Regions from separate parts of the Mus musculus genome. Here region 1 is linked to region 2. Evidence: chromatin contacts called from public promoter capture Hi-C data. All regions are on one chromosome and are shown on one strand. The core of a region is the stretch at or near the end of the contact, and the rest is flanking DNA. Distances in the headings are between cores, read along the strand shown.

Region 1 (2,700 bases), core at 34-2,533, 43 kb after region 2:
TTGAACAGCTGTCCGAGGTTCAGCTCATTGAGGCCGTTCCTCTTTGCTGCCTGCAATGCCATATTTCGCCCGGAAGTGACCCCATTTCTTTGATTGTCCCATGTAACTTAGAACACTGACACATGACAACAGCTGGAAAGACTTGGTGGTAGGAGCCAGACGATGGATGATAACACTGCACCCCCCCCCACACACACACAAAATTAATATCTATGGGCTTGTCTTTTCAAACATTTTCTACTTTATAATCTATAGCTCTGAGTATTTTATCATTTTCATTAGCTTTCCTTATACTATTCTGGGTGTACATTCTTCTTCTTTTTTAATTAGGTATTTATTTCATTTACATTTCCAATGCCATCCCAAAAGTCCCCCACACGCTCCCTCAACTTCTCCTCCTCCTGGGTATGCACTTGCTCGTATTTGCTAATGAGAGGGTAACCTTTTCAGATTCAGAGTTATGAAGAGAGTGGAGTTACAGGTAAAAGGGAAGGTGTGTGTATTGATTTCTTTTTGGTCACGGCCTTTGTATCAGTTTTTTTCCTTAGGTTTGTACAAACAAACTCTAGAACCTTCATCGCCAGACGGGCAATATCGGGCCACTGGGCATTCTGTCGGAGATGCAACACGTTAGGCAGGGGCTCTGAGGCTCTAAGTCCCGTAGAGGTTTGGTTGTCCTTTTCTCAGCTTCACATCTTACATGCACATCTTCTGTTCATAGCAAGGTAATAAAAACAAACCCCACAATTTTAGGTGTGCTTACATTTTACGCACATGTAAGTCGGAAAGCCATACAACTACTTCCAGCCAGCACTTTGGGTGTTTGCCACTGTGGACTGGAAACTGGCAGGTTTCCGGAGGAGGTCGCTGTTTGGTGACACACTGGAAACACACCAGTTGTCGTGGCGCCAATTCCCCCTAACCCCTCATCACAGCTATCTTCCCCTCCCGCAGCCAAGTTTTTCTGGTTCAGTTAACGAGGGCCCTTAAGTGGCCACGAAAAGCGGGTATAACGGACCTGGGACCTCGGTAGGGCACCCAGGGCAGGAAAGAAAGCTCACGGAGCATGCGCAGGGCTGGAGGCGCGCGCATGCGCTCGGGCGGATGCCGGGGCTCCCCGGCTTCTCGCGGCGGCTGGGCGGCTGCGCGGGCCTGACGTGCCTGCCTGGCGAGCGGCGGCGGCGGCGGGACTCCGCGAGGGGAAGGAGCGCCGCCGAGGTGGCTGAGGTGGGGGGCCGGACCCGGAAGTGGGTGGGCGCGGGCGCGAGCGCGCGGGGATCGGAGCTGGGCGGCCCCGAGCCGGCGCGGGAGCCCGGGCTTCCCGGTAATGGGCCTGTGGGACGCTTGCCCCGGGCAGCCTGGGAGGGAAGGGTCACGGGCGAGCGCGGGTCCCCGCCAACCCCGGCCTGGGAAGACTCGGCTTCCTGCAGTCGTCGCCCGTGCTGACCCCACTCTGCTCCCCTCCTGGGGCCGCCGTGCCTAGTGGATTTCGGAAGGTCTGTCGCTCAGGAGCCATGCCGCGCTCGCCCGGGGAAAGCATGCTAATGGAGACTTGCGTTTCGTGGCCGCGCTGGCCTTATTGTCAAGGTCCCAGCACCCAAATCGGGACTGCGGTCCCGGCCGGCCAGTCTGCCTTGTTTGCGGTCTCGGCGGGATGGTGCTCTCTGGGTTGTGTTCTCTCCACCTTATTCGTGAATCAGGCCTGGAAGGTGTGCTGTGCCTTCACTTCACACTATTCTTTTGTTGGATTGTCTTTCCCAGCCCAGCTCTCCTGGTTCCCTGCCCTAAAAAAAAAGAAAATCTTAGCTGGGAGTGAATGCACTGTCGACTTTGTAATCTAGTTACAATGTAGGAAAGACTAGTTGACAACACCTTTGGGTTATTTAAGATGGCTATGCGGTGGAGCTCTTACCTGATTCTCACTCTTTTTGCAGACCATGAAACGGTGGGGCACGCCCCTTCAGAAGCTGTTGTTCAAGACAATCTAGTTTTGTTTCATCAATCGCCTAAGTCACGTATGAAGTTTCTTGTTCAAAAATTGCCGCATTGCAATGAAGAAAAGGAGAAAGGTTACTTCAAATCTTGACGAGAAGATCCATCTAGGCTATCATAAAGACTCTTCGGAAGAAAATGCTGCTGTGGAGTGTGGCCAAGTGACCTATACTCAGGCTCCAGAAAGACCAACCCCCGAAGCTGCCCAGCGTTGCCAAGAACTGCCTCCCTCTCCAGATCAGAGAAAGCTTTTGAGTTCTTTGCAGTATAATAAGAATTTGCTGAAGTATTTGAACGATGATAGGCAGAAGCAACCGTCTTTCTGCGATTTACTTATCATAGTGGAAGGGAAAGAGTTTAGTGCGCATAAAGTGGTCGTTGCTGTCGGCAGTAGTTATTTTCATGCGTGTCTGAGCAAAAATCCAAGCACTGATGTTGTCACCCTGGATCACGTAACGCATTCGGTTTTTCAGCATTTGCTTGAGTTCCTCTACACATCGGAGTTTTTTGTGTACAAATACGAAATACCTCTTGTGTTAGAGGCTGCAAAATTTTTGGACATCATCGATGCGGTAAAGCTGCTGAATAATGAGAATGTTGCTGCCTTTCAGGCCGAACTGACTGAAAAGTCGTCACCAGAAGAAACACTAAATGAGCTAACTGGAAGACTGTCGAGTAGTCATCAGTGCAAATTTTGTAGTAGGCATT
Region 2 (2,700 bases), core at 81-2,580:
TATGATTCTTTTCACATCATAAACCTTAGTCCTGCAATGTAGGGATGATCTTTCTGTGTACTGTGTAAAGGTTGTATTATTCAAATGCTGGTTTTTATACCAGGGAGAGAGTTGAGGACAGGACAGACTTGGACTTCGGTATTATTTTTATGAAGCATCACCCGTCTCCATCATCTTCTGATTGGTCAATAAAGAGCTGGCCAGCCAATTTACTGGGCAGAAGAGAATAGGGTGGGACTTCTGATGTGTGTGTGTGTGTGTGTGTGTGTGTGTGTGTGTCCCAGGTAGAGAGAGGAGAAGGGCAATGAGAAAGGAGAAAAAGTGGCCACGAGAAAAGGTCGAGGAGGAGCCATGATGAGCAGGTCGCCAAAGGATTTGTCATGAGATCGACGTGAGAGAGCAGCTGTGAGGGTTCATATGAACAGAGCAAGCCAGGAAGAGACTCAAACTGCAAGTAACATGGGGCCTGTGACAGGGAGGTAAATGGCTTAAAGGGTTAGAATAGCTCAGAGCCTGCCCAGCTTAGGTTTGCAGCTTGTTAGTAAAAATACCAGGTCTATGTCTATTATTCAGAAACTAAAATGGGCATTAAAAAATGCATTATACTGCTCAAACTCCCCATCTCCTTATATCTGCCCTCCACAACTGTAGTCTTAACCCCAAAATAAACACACACACACACACACACACACACACAGAGAGAGAGAGAGAGAGAGAGAGAGAGAGGGAGAGAGAGAGAGAGAGAGAGAGAGCAAAACAAAGGATAGAAAATACCTTATCATGGAAGCTGTAGTGGGTCATAGTGTGTCCTACAGTGTATCTCTCTGTCCACATGTCTTCACTTGCAAATGCTCATTGCAATGAGTCATTGGCATTGTTCGAGGTCTCAGGCTTCTGTCAAACCATCAATACTGGATCCTCACTTGGACTCCTTCCAGTTATCCTCTTGCTGCCCTGTGTCATGGAGATCCTGCAGCTTTGGATCTGCAAGACAGCACCCCCCCCCCGCCCCCGCACACTCCTCAACCATTTACAGATGATGTAGATTTCAGAGTGGGTCAGCACAAAGCCCTGGATTTGGGCCAGGGTGGTAGCTGAGGCGGCCAGCCTCTGGCTTTCCCTGATCAGCACCGCCAAGGTGAGCTCTGCAGCACTACTCTGGCCACTCAATGCCTCCATCAGCAGGAGGCAGTGTCAGCCTCTCTTGCTCTCATGCTTGCCCACACCTCCAGAGCTAGCTCCACTATGATGTCCACTTGAGTCATAGGGCCCATTCTGCAACGTGATCTTTCTGGGCCAGCTCTTTTCCTCACACCCTCAGGGGTAGCTCACACAGGATTGGATGGGGCCAACGCCACTGTGTAGCACAGGCGCGGTGCAGTGCCTGCTCTCCTGAGTGCCAGTGAGTGTAGCTAGGCTACGAGCACTGCCTCACTGGCGCCCCCTCCCCCAGGGCTAGGTTTACTGTGCTGCTCAGGTGAGGGTCTGCTCTCCTGAGTGTTTGAGCCAGCGAGGGGCAGGGCCACCATACCCACTCTCATGACCCCAGGGCCAGCTCTATCAACCCCGCAGCAGATGAACTGGGAGGGCTAGTACTCCTGTGGTTTTGCACTCAGGAATGGCTCACCGGTGCCCCAAGGACCTCCTCTGTCAGCACCATGTGGTGTGGTGACAAGCAGCAGGCCTCTAGGTGTCTACAGCCTGCCCATGTGGTGTGGCAGCAGGCAGACCTATGGAAGTCTTCCCACCCCTGCACCACAGGGAGTGGCTGCAGACAGGGCTGTGGAGGGCACTCTTTCCCTGCCTGAGCTGCATGGCATGGCGATTGACAGACCTCTGGATGTCTTCCTGTTCCCCTGATGCCAAGCTTAATAATTTTTACCAAGGGTATTCTCTGATCTCTCTCAGATTATTTTATTTGCTAGAGCAGAATTGATCCATTTAAAATTGTAGTTTTGTGTCAGGACATACATCTGTAGTTTAAAATACCAGAGACTGAAGTAGGACAGATCACAAGAGTCCACGAATTCAAGACTAGGTTAGGCAACAGAGTAAGATCATCTAATATATACATACATACATACATACATACATACATACATATTAGATTATATAATATATATAATATGTGTATGTATACTGATTTCTACAGCACTCGTGGTAGTCAATATTTTAAAGAGATCATTTCTACTTGTCACAAATAATTTAATTTATAAAGCTTGATTCAAAATGATTTCAAGTGACACAGGTATTTTTGCTGTCTGTGGTTGGTTTGAGGTGAGAGTCTCCCTATGTTGTCCAGACTAAGCTTGAACTTCTGATCCTTTGCAGAAGCATCTTGAGTAATGGTGTTTGCAGAGATGCACCACCGTGCCTGGCTTTGCAGAAGTATTATATATTTCTTGCTCTAATATCTACATTTTTCCAGTTGGAATAAAAGATGCAGGGTAAGCAGAATTACATTCTGATTTTCTAATAGCCATTTTCCTAAAGTTTCTCTACTGTCTACAACATTATTTATCTTTATTATTATAATTATAATAATTAATATTAAATTAACTGTTACCATTCTATGCTTTAGGTTTCTATGTCTATAACAATATTTTTATAATAATAATAATTATTATTAAATGAACTGTCATCATTTTGTGTCTCTAGGTCTTTTCTAAGAATCTCGTTGTGTGAAGTCTATATGTCAGA

What was found. Capture Hi-C pulls out chosen DNA fragments and counts their contacts.
Region 1: a promoter capture Hi-C map of adipose tissue shows a contact between it and region 2. The contact joins the promoter of Zbtb41 here to the promoter of 4933436E23Rik in region 2. A contact is called at or near these places in 1 of 39 promoter capture datasets (embryonic stem cells), 1 of 15 datasets of contacts at CTCF or cohesin (CD8 T cells), 3 of 484 Hi-C or Micro-C datasets (the N1E-115 cell line, embryonic stem cells and pancreatic cancer cells), 1 of 115 datasets of contacts at active chromatin or transcription factors (embryonic stem cells) and 3 of 9 other capture datasets (adipose tissue, liver and pancreatic islet).

Annotation. Positions count from the first base shown.
Region 1 is chr1:139,421,100-139,423,799 of GRCm38.p6, forward strand. It overlaps Zbtb41 (zinc finger and BTB domain containing 41), which reads left to right and starts at 1,284. Exons shown (of 11, transcript NM_172643.5): 1 at 1,284-1,324; 2 at 1,935-2,700. The coding sequence starts at 2,052.
Region 2 is chr1:139,378,122-139,380,821 of GRCm38.p6, forward strand. 4933436E23Rik (RIKEN cDNA 4933436E23 gene) reads left to right here and starts at 1,331. Exons shown (of 9, transcript NR_040455.1): 1 at 1,331-1,402; 2 at 2,332-2,447. It also overlaps a transcript of Crb1 not described here.